Regions from separate parts of the Anas platyrhynchos genome. Here region 2 is linked to region 1. Evidence: chromatin contacts called from public Hi-C data. All regions are on one chromosome and are shown on one strand. Each heading gives the region's core, a stretch centred on a gene start, on an enhancer-like site or on the middle of the called end of the contact. The rest is flanking DNA. Distances are from core to core; before and after follow the strand shown.

What was found. Hi-C and Micro-C count contacts between places; a contact is called where the count stands out from the background.
Region 2: a contact with region 1 is called in a Hi-C map of F5 follicle, with 4 times the contacts expected there. The contact joins the promoter of SYNM here to the promoter of PGPEP1L in region 1. A contact is called at or near these places in 6 of 8 Hi-C or Micro-C datasets (F5 follicle, liver, skeletal muscle and 2 more).

What each region holds. Positions count from the first base shown.
Region 1 is chr11:21,044,508-21,051,808 of IASCAAS_PekinDuck_T2T, reverse strand. PGPEP1L (pyroglutamyl-peptidase I like) reads right to left here and starts at 3,182. Exons shown (of 7, transcript XM_038185044.1): 1 at 2,684-3,182. It overlaps LOC101796143 (protein FAM169B), which reads left to right and starts at 2,427. Exons shown (of 9, transcript XM_027466224.3): 1 at 2,427-2,579. The coding sequence starts at 2,546.
Region 2 is chr11:21,276,004-21,283,304 of IASCAAS_PekinDuck_T2T, reverse strand. It overlaps SYNM (synemin), which reads right to left and starts at 2,916. Exons shown (of 4, transcript XM_027465718.3): 1 at 1,987-2,916. The coding sequence starts at 2,772.

The DNA.
Region 1 (7,301 bases), core at 1,933-4,432:
ACAACTTGCAAAACTCACTTTTGCTAGCCACTGAGGCTGAAGGAGCAGCTAATACAGTATATGTGAAGAACTCTTCAGCTTTAAATAATGCCAAATTTGATGCAACCTTCAGTGAATTGCACCTACAATGCTGTAGCCTTTAGTTCCCCTAGGTCAATTAAGATTTTTACCAATTATTTTCAGTGTTACTGGTTACTAAAACTTCTCCTGTGATACTGAACAGGACAATGACATACCAGTCCTCACAGTTATTTCAGACGTACTTACTTTTTAAATAGATATTGGTAAATTAAAAAAATAATTATCTAAGTTTACCTTGTATAGGGAGGTCTAATGAACAAAGCATATGCAAGGAATAAAACAGGATTTAAGACCTACAGTTGCTTAATTAATTTCCTACACAAGAAATTATGAATGTGTTTTGTTTGTGACATTATAGCAGCTTTATAGACATATGGAGGGTATTTGTTGAATGCTGGGAAACACAAGGCATTTTATTAGATGTTCTTGCATGGTATAGATATGTCTGTTAGATCCATAGACTCTGAAACAACTGAAATTAAAGCTACTCTTTAAATTTTTGAGAAACTACGAGCGTAGCTTTACTATTAGCACTCACACATATATGTATTCATAGCATATGGATACTTGAGGTTGGTGCAAATTTTTCTCCCTTTTTTACAATTAAGAAACTGAGCCCTGGCTATTCGAAGGCAAATCACAGACACAGCTGACTCAGCCATAACTAACACCGGTTGTTTTTCCTCCTGCTGTATACAAACATGATTGGCATAGCACTCATTTTGGGGCAAAAAGAAATGGACACAACTCAACCACGAAAGCCAACGTTTTGGCTTTGAACACTTTACCGTACAGTTGCCTGATACATTTAAAAAGGTTTTGAGCTGCTAAGAGGAAAAGGTATTTTCTGTAAATGCACTCTCACCACATTGCAGAAGTACCAGAATACTGCTCAAATAGCTCTTTAGTGGTGAAGGTAACAAAAACTGAATACGGCCCTTCATTTAGTAACAGCTCTTCAAATTTTATCCCTTTTATTATTACTTACATATAGATTTTTTATTTCTTGCTATTGGCAAGAACGAACCAACATGTTAAACTGTTAAGTGGAAGTGTTTAATATATTCCAAATTTATCTCAGCCGTCCAACGTTTAATGAGAGGAGGGAGAAATCAAGCTGTTATGCTATTTAACACTAAACTATAATGGGACTTTAAATAGAAATTTCAGCATCTAGCACTTTACATTTCTTTTGCATTCAATAAAAATAAATGATCCTCAGGGAAGACCAAAGATGGCATACAGGTAGGTGGAATATAACGTCACAAAAAGAGAAGAGACAAACATTTTGGTGTTAAGTTTGATATTTCCTATAGACCATTGGTCTATATGATGATGAAACCTCTGGGCTGAGAACATGCATGATACTCGGGGAATGCTGGAAGGTGCAAAGCTTCAAGTGATCACAAGAATGTGAAGAAACTCACTGATGTGCTGTGAGGTGGTTGTGTGACATTGGCTTCTTTGAGAGTGCCCGTGTATGTGCTGAAATTGTGTTGCCCTATTGTGAAGGGAAAAATTGCTTTGCCTTGTTGAGGAAAGAAAATACAAGTCTTTGTTACCATGTTTTTAAAAATATTTGAAGGGAAGATCAACCCTGTGGAGTTTCCTTTTAAATGCTGACAGGGAGCAGAGTGTGTAGCAGCAACGTGAGGCACTTAAAGCACGTTCCTGAAGCGTTGTGTCCGAGGGACTGAAACCAGTGGTGTTCCCCAACAGCAAGCCCAAAAGAAAGTGTGCATTTTTCTATGCAAATGTACTATTATTTCCATGTACTTCCCCCCCCCCCCCCTATTTTTTACTTTGATACCTGTGCTAGCTATTTTAGAAATAATTAAGCAATCAGACAATCTCGGTAGGAAGGCTCCCAGGAGTCAACACCTGCATTCTGTTTTCTAATTTTGACAACTGTGTATTCTTTTTCATATTCCTACCTCTACTTTAGTTCTTAATATCGAGCAGCAGGCGAGATTTTTCAAAAGCCTCTTTCACATGACTGAAGATCACTGCGGTACATGCCTGAACAATGCCATAAAAACATCATTTTTTGCACTTCACTATTCCCAGCACTTAACGAACCCGGCATTAGCCCTATCGTTTGTCAAACTGGACCTTTTAAGTGAAGAATTTAGAACTCTTATTCAGCATTTTTTAACGTTGAAGTGCGATGCTTGCCTGGTGCTTGCATTGGGGGGAGGACAGGAGCTGCTCCTTAACCCCACCACCACCTTGCCCTGCGTTTGGAAACACCTTCTCACCCTTTTTAGCCTTCTCTCCTAGAGAAGCGGCGCCAGGGTTAGGGTTTATCGCAACCTCCGCTCTTTGTTCCCCTCCGGCCACCTCTCCCCTCAGCCCGGCCGCGGCCCCTCGCGTCCCGCCCTCAGCGCCCCGCCGCCATCCCCCCGCGGGCCGGGGCCGGGGCCGGGGGCGGGCCGGGCGGCCGGAGCCCGCCTCCAAGGCACTGATGGAGGCCGAGGGAGGAGGACGAGCAGCCGCTGGTAAGAGGGGAGGGAGAGAGTGCTCGCCCGCGGCTTCGCCTCCTTCCCCCGCCGGCCCCTCGTCCCGTCTCTCCCCTCATGTCCCCCCCGGGCCGGCTGCTCACCCGCCGGGCGCCTCCTCCTCCTCCTCCCGTGAGGGGCCGCCGGGCGCCCCCCGCCGCCACGAAATGGCGGCGTCTCCTCAGCGCCCGCCTCGAGGCGCTGCTGAAGCGGCCAACGTGCCGCCCCGGCCTCGTCACCGACACCTCAGTGCCCTCCTCGCCCGCGGGCACGGCCGGGCGAGCTCCTCGTGGCCGCGTTTCCAACCCGCAGTTTTCCCCAGGGTGGCTGAGGTGAAGAGGTGCCCCCGGGGTGGTCCCGTCTGACGCCCTCCTCAAAGAGGGTCTACCAGAGCAAGTCCCTGAAGTTTTTCTCCCTTTCCCAAGCACACAAGGAGCTTCTCCAGTTTTTTTTTTTTTAGGGTAGCCCAAACCCGCCTTGAAGCAGAGAGGAGCTGGGGAGCTGGCCCCGCAATTTCTGTCAGCTTTGGTTCAGCGGGTGGTGCTGGTAAAATGGCGCAGCTGGTGTGTGTGTGGAGGCACAGGTGCATCGGCCTGTGACCTTAACGGTGAGGTACTGGAGAACTAATAAAGAGCAGAGGCAGTGCTGTGTAAACATACTTCTACATCTGTGAGGCCAAATTGCAGAGGACACGTTAAAGTGTTTACTCAGACTGAGTTACAACACGGTTTCGGGGACGAAAGGAGCAGTAAACACATTGTGTCTTGACCACCAAGAAATAACTTGCTGCATTATTTTGGTGTAGAGAGGAGGTATAAAAGGCTTTCTACATTGCCCTTGGTTACTTAAGAAAGGGTATTCAGTAAATACTTGCTACTTGCTTTGTTGATCATGAGATGCTTGTAGAACAAGAAATACATGGTTTCTAATGATTAATTTTGGGGGGAGAGAAAAACCATCTGCTTTCAGCACAAGTTAATCTACTGGGGGTTTTGGCCATAGCTAAAGCTCTTCTCTGCCCCGTGTGGGCCGACAGAGAACTTGCAATTCGTTATGAGGTGGAACACAGCTTTGACATGAGTAGACACTGAGTTCCCAAAAGACAATGCTCCTGGTGCTTGGTATGGGAGCTTATTTTAGGACAGGTGAATCTTCTGCACATGCTCTATCATGGATTTCCAAGGCAGTCTGGCGTGTGTAGTGTTCCTGGTTTATATTTGACTAGGAGCACTTCCAAGAATCTCTGTTCATGCACTTGTTTGGATAAGGGCCCGTTGCATCACCTCAGTTAGCTTTTGCACTGCTTTCCCTCCTGCTCTGTTTTTATGCTCTTCTTTCTTAATTTGTCACGCTAGCAGGTAAATGGAGAGAAAGTGAATTTATCTTCTGAAACGCATTTTAAGTTGCTGCCATTTATCTAAAGCACCTACTTCATCCCCTTCAGTAAAATAATGATGTTGTTCATTAGTTCCTCTAACTGCTGATGGCTAAATGCACTGTAGTCAGATGGCTCTATTTTTTCCCTCTTATCAGCCACTTCTGAAAGTCAAACATTGGTAATAATCCTTTTTTTTTTTTTTTAATACTCTTAATTCTGCTGATGTTTTTAAATAACATATCTCTAGATGAATGAGCCTCATTTTTTCATGTCCAGGCAAATGTACTGTTGGGCATTTCAGGTTCTGTCAACATTTTTTCCCCATTTTTTTTCATTATTCTCAAATGTTTAAAATAGTTCTTCTTCCATTCCCTTCCTCTTTTGGAATGGATTACATTGTTTCCAGGTGTTGTCTGAATTTTGACAGTTAAAGAATTGAATATTGGTAGGTTTAAAGTAATTATGTAACCGTTGGTAACAGGTTGGCTATATAACACTTTAAGAAAATACTGGAGTTGGCCATTAGCTCTTCTTGTGCAAGTGGTACTTCTCAGTTCATGCCCTGCTGTAACTGAGGTGCCGCAACTCTACTTGTTCCTGAGGTCTGTTCCTGTAACTGTTCTTCACAAACCTTGCCATTGAAAAGCAGGCCAGATGTTGACATAGAACTTGAGGTTCTTGTTTTAAATTCAGCCTTGCCACAAGACAGTTTTGATTTCAGAACATTTTGAGAGTCGGACTTGTACATGCTAACCATCTAACAACAAGGCTGCAAAAGACATTCAGTGAGTAACAAAATACATACGATGCTGGCGCCTGGGAAATAGTTGCCACATGACAAACCTGTACATCTAGTTCAACAATTGCACTAATGAAGCTTTAAATTTCCATCTGCCTCTCTAGGTAGATGGAAAATTCCCTGCCCTCAATGAAATCCATGTTAATCAGTTAAAGTTTACAGGTAGGAGGAGGTCAGCACCCTGAAAGGTGGAAACTCAAAATTCTGGTAGTGTAGATGTGCTATGTGTTATGAATGTGGTCCCTACGTCTAGAGAAATCTACTTGAAGCTCTAAGATGAGTCTGATCAACAACCGTATTCCTTCAGTATAACTAAACTCTATGAAACAAGCAGACTTTTCTTCAGAGTGAGGTGTGTGTGTATCTCTGAGAGAGGGGGATTTTCATAACCTCCTCGCTTTCCCTGCCACAGGCAAGGCAGATTACTGTAACCTTGCTTTAACATAAATACATAGTTATGTCTTAGAAGGCAAAGAAGCAGGAAACAAAATCCTACCTCCTTCAAAATACTTCTCTCAAAGAAAAAACACAGTGAAAACCCAGCAAACAAACCTGAGTCCCTACCCATAATAGCACTGCAGTGAACCTTCTCCTTCCCTTGGGAGGAGAGTATGAGAGAACAAACAACACCAGGGAAAGTCTAGCCTGTTTAAATTCCGAGTGGGAGGTGTGCAGCCATTATGCTTATGAGTATGTTATAAGAACTGGTGTAGAACAGGCTGGTATATTTTCTGCATTGTATAATGGTTGCGCACCAGGAGACTCCCAAACTTGTGGTGGCAATTCACGGTTTTGCTGTCTTCGCAAAACGATTGGCAGACCCTCAGGTCACACATACCGAAAGTAAACTGGGTCCTGCTCGCTTACCGAGCGGTCTGCGGATGCTTAAAAATGTTGTGTGTTTGTAACCTTCGAAACTGCTGTCTGGTGGCTGGTCTTTATAGTATTACCAACAACAGATGGCAAATGGCTCTGCTGATGTAATTCTTGCTAGTGTTTCATTCCTGTGAAGTTCCACAGTCTCAAAATCTCAGAAAGTGCCTCCATATTTTTTCTGTGTAATGATTTCAAGCCAAACTAAATAAAAACATCTTATATTATTCAAATTCCCATGGTGTCATGTGACATTTTTGTAATGATTGCCTTGCAGCAGTTTCAGATAAGTGCACGTTTGGTAGCAATTTAAGGCCTGTGTCCTTTAAGTAATGCTTATTAGTACGCAACAGATGCCGTTTAGAAACATTATGCCTTTTAATAGGCTCTGCTTTTAGACTACATGTTCTCATTCCAGGCAGGCTGTGGATCAGGCAGGCTTTGAGGTATGCTGTCGTTTATGCAAAGCCTAAGTCAATTTTCTGCTCTGAAGTCAGGCCATGTGTTTTTCCTTGTTTCCTCCATTCTGGTCAGAGCTGTCTTGCTGTGTTTTTCCCCCTAGTCATATCTTTGGCTGATCGTCAAGCCCTTACAATCAAAACCTTTTGCATTTTTAACCACCAGCAGTGGTTTCTTTTGTCCTTACAGAAGAGTTTGTGTAAACTGAATTTAAACAATCTCAGCTTTACTGTGAAGAGCACAGAGGTAGCCCTTTATTGCCAGTCTGTCCTTCTGCTTCTTCCTCCTCCCAAAATGAAAAAAAAAAAAAAAAAAAAAATGAAAAAAGAGAGAAGAGAGGGGAAAAAAAAAGGAAAAGCAGAAGCAGAGCCTTGCTGATTTTGGAGCACCTTCAAAGACATGTAGAATAGCTGACACAATGGCACAGAGAAACAAGAGAGATGTTTACATGTTTTCTCCACTACGTACAGCTGTTTATTTTTTGCCTGAGCAAGAAGTTCCAAGACAGGCTTGTGATAGCTAGTGAAGGTGATGTATTAATTTGCAGCTGCATAATAAATTTAGCAATGTGTAAATTGTTATGGAAAAGAGGGATTTTTGTTTTGTTTTGTTTCCTTTTTTTGCTCAAATTAATTGCTTTATTTTGAGATTAGTCTGGCTGTACAAATTGGCCTTGCAAGCAATTTGGGGAGGCTGCTGAGCTATCTTAGGTAGACTTATGCACTCTACTGGTGGGAGCAGTAGATTTTTCAGATGCAAAACATTTGCAACTTAAATTATGGGGGATCTGAGATTGGTAACAGTGGCAATCGAGCTAGTTGTCTTGTATTGTCATTGCTGCATTATTTGCCTGGAGAATGTCCTTTCTGATAGCAAACCATGGCTTTCAGGAACCTTCAGTGTGCTGCACGTATTTGTGCAGTTTGCATGAGATGAAGATAGGGGTTGTGTGTAGCCCTTGTGGTCTTCGGTTCCCTGCACATGCTTTGAATGATGGTAGTAACAAGGAAATGTATTTAATGTGCTGCTCAAATGTTAGTCCTGGTGCCAGTTTTTGAGGGTGGGTGTTTTAGTAATCACTTCAAATGCTCCTTGGTCTTAAAACACGAGTATTTTCTGAAACTGGCCGAACTGGCAGTCTATCTGGCTTGTCCCCATGGGATGAAATCATCTTCATGTCAGTCCATTTTCCAAATCAGTTGTCATTTCCTAC
Region 2 (7,301 bases), core at 1,667-4,166, 230 kb before region 1:
GGAAAGTATGAATAAATCTACTTGCTATTGCAGCTGCAATGGACAGTAACCACTTGACTAAAATCTGTACATACATATCATTTCTATGTGACACTTCCCAATAAATAACCATGGGATAGATGCTCTTTAAAGCATAATTTGAAATCCATGCTAAATATACTTCCACCAATAAAAGAAAAAAAGCTTTGATCACAAGAATAAAACCTGAAAAAGCTATTTCTACACGTTCTATATTTTTTTCTCACCAGATGTGGATGAAAGACTTTCTTTCTCATGTACAACAGACTGGCCATTGGAAGACCTTTTCCATTTGAAACCCAGCAATTTAAATATGGAACTGTTCAGAAGATTTAAACCTTATGGTGTCATTTTCACCACAATTCAAACATTTTTTATCTATCTATATATACATATACAAAGATGAGACAGCTCACATGTTTTCAAGTTGGATATCAAAGCACTGTTGTTTTTTTCTTTTATTACTATTTATTACTAGCTATTGTTCTTGTAAAAACACAAAGTATGCCAGATGCTCTTGGGAGTAACACAGAAGTTTATCATCTCAGTAGCAAAATTACAATCCAGTTTTGGGTATTGAAACAGAACAACTGCAGGGCATGCATTGATTTTGATTATCTGACTTCTAAAATGTGTTGGACTGTCTCCACTTGCTCTTCTGTATAAAATTCTTTAAAATAGCAAGCAGATACAGAAACAACACACTGGTATAAAAACACCTAGCTGAGTTGAAAGAAAGAGCTAGGCATCTGAGCACACCCAATCCCACTGGTTCTAGAAGAAAAATTTGTAGTGTCGATAATGAGCGATGCTAAATGCTCTTTTTAAAAGAACATTGTATTTAAAGGTTTTCAGTTCAAGCAATGATGATTAGAGGTAAATGATGTTTTCATCATTGTGTAGCTTGCAGATTGCAAACAAGCAAACAAGCTAGTAGTGTACAAAAAACAGACCCACAGCAGCAGGTCCCTGTCCCTGCCCGCTGGCCAGCACCTCCATGACCTGCCATGGCTGTTCGACCCAACATGACCATGAAAACACGGGGTTCGGATAAACAAGGAGCTCCAGCAGAGTGTTAGTAAAAGGTCTAGCAATGAACAAAAGAAATGTTGCCCTCAGGAAATGGATCGATGGTCTGGATGAGCTAATATGCGCTCTGTGCCCTAAATCCGATGAACTGATATTTTGTTGTCCTGGCATCTGCTGATCAGTTCACACACACAGGGTGATTATACGTGCTGCCAAACATCATTCTGCCAGCAAACAAATCCTCAGCTACAGATGCCACGATAGCCCTGTTTAGAACAACCAAATATCCACCTGAAACTGCTACAAGCCACTTACAATGTTGAAGTTTTATCTCCAAACAATTTCCACTCAGCTTTATGTTGTTGCACTGTAAGAAATCATCCTGCCTTCAGAAGACTAACTTTTCTCAACTACAGCATGGACTATGAACATTTCTCTATGTCCAGAAGTGGAAAAAAATTAAAAAATTTGGATCCTCTCTCTGATCCCAAGAGGTCAACCTCAAGTCCCCGGGCAGAAGGGAAGGAAGCTCCGTGTCCCACCACCCAGGGACATGGCTCATCCATCCCAGAGTCAACCTGAGCAGGGCCCTGGCAAGGCAGCAGCTCTGGGGAACTTGGAGAGGGCACATCGGGAGGGGAGCACCTGTCACCAGCGGCTCTCACAGGGTCACTGTCACCCTGCGGCCCCCCACCCTTCACAGCAGGATCTCCCTAAAGCAGGGCAGGGGGGCTCCCTGCAGCCCCCAGGGATGGGCTGGGCAGCAGCCAGCTCCTGCAGGGCCACCTCCTCCTGCAGCCCGGGGGAATCCTGCTGCAGGGCTTAGGGGGCTCCAGGGCTCACATCCCACCGGGGGCCGGGACCTCGAGCAAAAAGCGAGCGGGAGAGCAGGAGGAGACCCCGGGGGAGCAGCGAAGCGGCCGGGTCCCACCACGCTACCTCGTACTCCTCCACCTCGGCGTTGTGGCGCTCCTGCCCGGCCAGCAGCTCCTCCTCCAGCCTCTCCTGCAGCCCGACCAGCTCCTGGCCCTGCCGCCGGAGCTCCTCCAGCTGCTGGCGGCACTGCCTGCCCTCCTCCCGCAGCAGCTCCAAGTTCTCCCGGCTCCTCTGCGCCTCCTGCTCCTGCAGCGCCCGGATCTGCTCCTGGTAGCGCAGCAGGGTCTCCCGGCAGCTCTGGCCGAGCACCATCTCGTAGGTCGCCTCCAGCTCCTCCAGGCTCAGCACGGACAAGGGGGGCGGCAGGGCGGCCAGGTCGAGCCGCAGCTCCCGCATCTCCACCGCCTCCCGCTGCTGCCTCTCGGCCAGCTGCCCGTGCTCGACCTGCAGCTGCAGCAGCAGCTCCTCCAGGGCCACGCAGTCTCCCCGCAGCCTCTGCAGCAGCTCCCACTGCCGGGCCAGCTCCGGCTCCAGGCGGCGCCTCGCCTCCAGCACCTCCGCGCCCAGCAGCCGCAGCTCGGCCAGCTCTCGCCGCAGCCCGTCCCGCTCCAGCTCCGCTTCCAACTTGGCCCGGCTCAGCTCCTCCAGCTGCACCCGCAGCCAGCCCAGCTCCTGCTCGGGCACCCGCAGCCCCACCAGCTCCTGCTGCCTCAGCTCCGCCAGCTCCCGAGCCAGGAAGCGGTTCTCCTCCTCCAGCTCCCGCACCCGGCCCACGAAGAGCCGCAGCCGGGAGTTGAGCTCCTGCAGCTCCCTCTTCTCATCCCAGCCCGCTTCCCAGCGCCGCCACATCTTGCCCGGCCTGCGGGCTCGGGGCCGCGGCGGGTCCCCGGGCTGTCCGGCGCCGTTCCCCTCCTGGCCGCCTCCCCGCGGGGCTCTGCCCGGCCCCGCCGCTGCCCGCTGCTCTGCCCTGCCCCGGCCCGGCTCGGCTCGGCCCTGCCCGGCCCCGCACCGCCCCCCAGGAGCCGCCCGCCCCCGCCCCCGGCCCCGCTCCGCCGCCCCGCGGCGTCCCCTGGCGGGCCCGGGCCGCTCCTGCTGGGTGGCTCGGGGTGACATCGGGGGGTGACATCGGGGGGTGACACCGGTGGTAGCGGGGTGGTTGCACCAGGTATCTTGGAGGTCTCCTCCAGCCCTAACGGTTCTGTGGTTCCAGGACTCCGCGAGCTGCTCAGCAAGGAGGCAGGGAGGCATCGCTCCCTGTATGATCTACCAAATTAGAGGAAAAGATGAGGATGACTCATTTGAACCTTTTTCATCTCCCTAGGCACTCTTTCTCTCGCTCCCTCTCGCGCACGCGGTTCAATTCTCGAGCAGAGCTTTGCTGCTTCACACAAGGCAGCCAGCACCTGCACCTCTACCACCTCTGCATTTACTCCCTGGGACGGTTCCCAGCACCAGTCACACTGGGAAGCAGCAGGAATTTGGCACAAGCCCTGTGAAGCTGGGGAGTGGGGAACAGCCGAACGGCATCCACCCTCTGGGGGCACAGCATCCCCTGTTCTACTCTGTCCCTCCCTTCCTGAAGCCCCTCACCTCTGCAGCCCACCTCTCTTTCTCTCAGAAAGGCCAAATTTTGGCTGCTGCTTGGCTCTCCACAGAGTGAGTTCCCTTTTAATCTCAATAAAGCCTCCAGGATTTGAGCCCAACCACCGCAGATAAATCATTGGCTTTGGCCTAAAAGTGAGCCAATTCAGCCTTGGCAGATTTGCTCTGTCAGAGGTCACCGGGAAGCTGAGATTTACTAAAGACACTTGCTTTTTCTTGGCCTTGTGGTCAAAATCAAGTCCCTCGGTGACGCTTTAACACCTGCTGTTCTTTTATGAGGGAAACCACTGTGCTTCTGGGAGGAGGTAGGTTCCTGTGGTTTACAGGCTTTTTCTACCTCTGATGTCACTGTTAGCCTAAAAACCCCAAATAAAGAGCAGGCTGGCAAGCAGCGTGCTGCCCACAGCAATGCTGCTGCACTGACAGGAGCAGGGCGGCTGGTTGAAATGAGCTTTCTGGGGCTTGCTGTAAATGTCCTGCAAATGTCAAGCTAGCGGTCGCTTGTTCTTTCTTGCCGACAGCTTGACTGATTTCTTGCTGCAGCTGCATTCATAAATTTTTATGATTACATTGTGGAAAACCCAGGAGGTACTGAACCTCTGCCTTTATCTCTCTTGAGAAAACACCACAACTTCTCTCTAGATGCTGAACAGCTTTCCAGGCTGGGGAATCAGCTTGTTGTGAAACTTGTGCCTGTTGATGTCTGCTAAACAGCTTGTAGCTTGGTCCTGGGCCTTGATGTCAGCAAGTGGGCAAGAAATTTGTGGTCTAGGATAGGGAACAACTGTCATGAGCAAAGTTTAGGCCCTTGCTGGAGCAGAATTGACACTGTCTGACCTGGATTCCAGCCCTCCGTAGCCCCCAGGTGTGCAGATACCTGAAATGCAAACACATCTTTGGCATCCTTTTTCCTGAAGTCTTAGTTTGTGCCTGCAAAAGAAGGAAAGGAAAAAGCAACCTGACACAATCTACCAACGATGGGCAAATGAAAAACACCCAGAGGCTTCTGCTTCCTTTATTATTTGTCTTGCCCTAGGGGAAGAGGGGTGGTGGAGCCGCAGCTTCACTATCACAGCCCCTGAAGATGGCTGCAGAAGAGCCCAACAGAAGAGGTCACTTTCTCAGCAGCAGATCTTTGGCACAATTGAGACAAGCAATGGCCTGGAGCCTCCCTCCTCCCCAGGTAAATCCCTGGTGCAAAGGGCCCCATCCTGCCCCTAGGAAATGAAAAAACACGGTTTGTAGTAGCAAAGATCTGGGGAGGGAAAGGGCAGACAAACTTCATTGCTGCTTCATTGACAGCAGATGCCAATTGGGTCTCTGTGGTCTCTTGAGCTCCAGCAAAGGTCTTGTGCTTTTCCGAGGTTCATTGTCAGCATCCTACAAATTACAGAGTGTCACCCTGGTAACTCCTAATCCTGCTTCAGCACAGATTGCTCCGCATGCTGTCTCATCTGCGAAGTTTAAAGGATGAAGCTGTCACTGGGGAAACGTTCTGGTTCTGACATTCCTGAGATAGATAGACACAAAGAAAACATATCGTTTATTAAAAAGGTTCAAGACGTTGTGATTCCAGTTTACAAGGGAGCTTCAAAACACCTGTTTGTTTACAGATAATTCCTTCTGTTAGATCCTTGGAGGAATATTCCTCTGTACTGGGTGGGAAGGAGGGTGACGTTCCCCATCTCCACCTTTTGGCTGCCATGGCCACCCTGCATTTGTAACAGTGATAATAATGCAAACACCGCCACTTTGCTACTGTAATAATACCAGGTAATTCCACAATACTGGGGAAAGATGGACTTTGGCTCTCTGCATCCCGTTTGCTGGGCTCCACCAAGCTTGTAAATCCTCAAAAACTCACTAAAATACAGAAGGTGATATTTTCCCACAGGATCCTCTCTCTCCTTCCAGACCAGGGGCATCCTTTTGCACTCCCATGCTCCCTGCAGTGTCTCCACCATCTCTGCTGGATTCAGCAGGAGTTTCACGGTTTATGGATTTCTTCTGGGAGAGATACCAAAGAAAAGCGATTTCAGATATGTCACCCTGCCATATTTGCACCCCTTTGGGTAAAACTTTGCAGAGCCTTAAACTGAAAACAAGAGTTATCTGCAGGGCAATTTTGCTCTCCGTACGTGCTGCAGCTCCAGAGAGCAAGCACATTTTTTCTGTGACCTCTGGATCTTACTATTATGAGCAGTGACCTGTTTTTCTTTTCAAAGGGTCTGTGAGAACTGAAGCCTTATTTGACTTGGTACAGAAGTGCCTCTTTCAGAAAAAAATAAATAAATAAAATAAAATAATTCTATAATTCTATCTATATATTTATTGCAAAGACTGAAAGTCTTAGGTTATTTCTTTCTTTCTTTTTTTTTTTTTTGTTTGTTTGCTTTTTTTGTTTTGTTTTGTTTTTTTGTCTCCACAGAGGGGAGTTTTCTTCTTTCTGTGAGCAGTTCAATCACTTCAGCCCGTGAATTTTTTCTGAGCACTTGCAGAAGTGGTGTCCGCCTCTAGATGGTGTGTTTTACCCAGAAGATCTTCACTCCTGGGCCTTTACATAACTTTTGCTCACTTGTCTGAGACAGGTTGCTCTCTCCAGCCAAACAAAACAGATTTTAGTATTTCCTTGTTTCCTTATGGTGAGAATATGACTGCAGTGTAGTGCAAAAATGATAAAAATATAGGGCTTAGATGCTTAAAAAAAGTTTTTTATACAGCACATGTTGGACATGTGATGTATCTACTGCAGAATTGATAGTATTGCATGTCTTCCTGGTTCCTGCCTGTGCTATCTAAAATAAAACAAAATCTATATATTTTTTTCTAGTACAATGCTTTTGCTTTTGTACTTAAATGCAAGGAGAGAGGGAAGGGACAAAGACTGGTAATGTCACAAGGCTAAGATATTTTTGTAATAATTAACTGCATATACAGTATTTATACCTTTTTTTTTCTTTCCCCTTTGGACAACACAGGATGGAACTATGAAGTTTTTCGGGAAAACATGTATTTTAGCAAGCGTGTGGCATTCCCCAAACTTCTGAAGCTCATTGAGAGCTGTGAGCTGCTGGGCAGGAGATTTCTAATTGCTGTGGCATGGTTTCTGTGGGGCATGCTGCCCCAAATGCTAAAGAACTCTCTGGATAATAATTAATTGAGACCCAGAACCTTCCTGTGAGGCAAATTAAATGATCCCAACATGATCTTCATGACCCAGGTCCTTTTCAGGACATCACAGCTGCCCTAAATGTGTAGTACAACAGTTCAGAGTTCAGGGCAGAAAATGAGGAAGAAGAACATCAGAATTATGTCACGGAGGATGATCATAACTCCCTGCAGCCTGAATCTGGATCTCAGCAGGCACAACTCTTATGGGGATGGTGAGAGGACGGCAGGCAGGGATGTGCCTTGCAGCACATGCAATAACCAGGCAGTTCATGTTACACTTACGCAGGGTTGAAATGGGCTGTACTACATACCTGGTAGAATTCCTCTATGGAAATCTCTTAGAAGAATAAAAATCCAGTCTATCATAGGACATGTGATTCTATTTTCGTACCTCAATTTGATAGTCTGGAGAAAAAATTGTATAGAAGCGTGTGTGAGATGAGCAAGCATCACAGCTTCTGTTATCCTTCTGTTTTAGTTCTCTAACGCCTTTCAGTACCCGGGAATGCAAATAGAAGATAGACCCCGGTTAACCAAATATCCAGTATATAGTTTGTGACTTGCTTAAAATACCGAGTGGTTTCCTTCTGAATGTCAGCATTTCA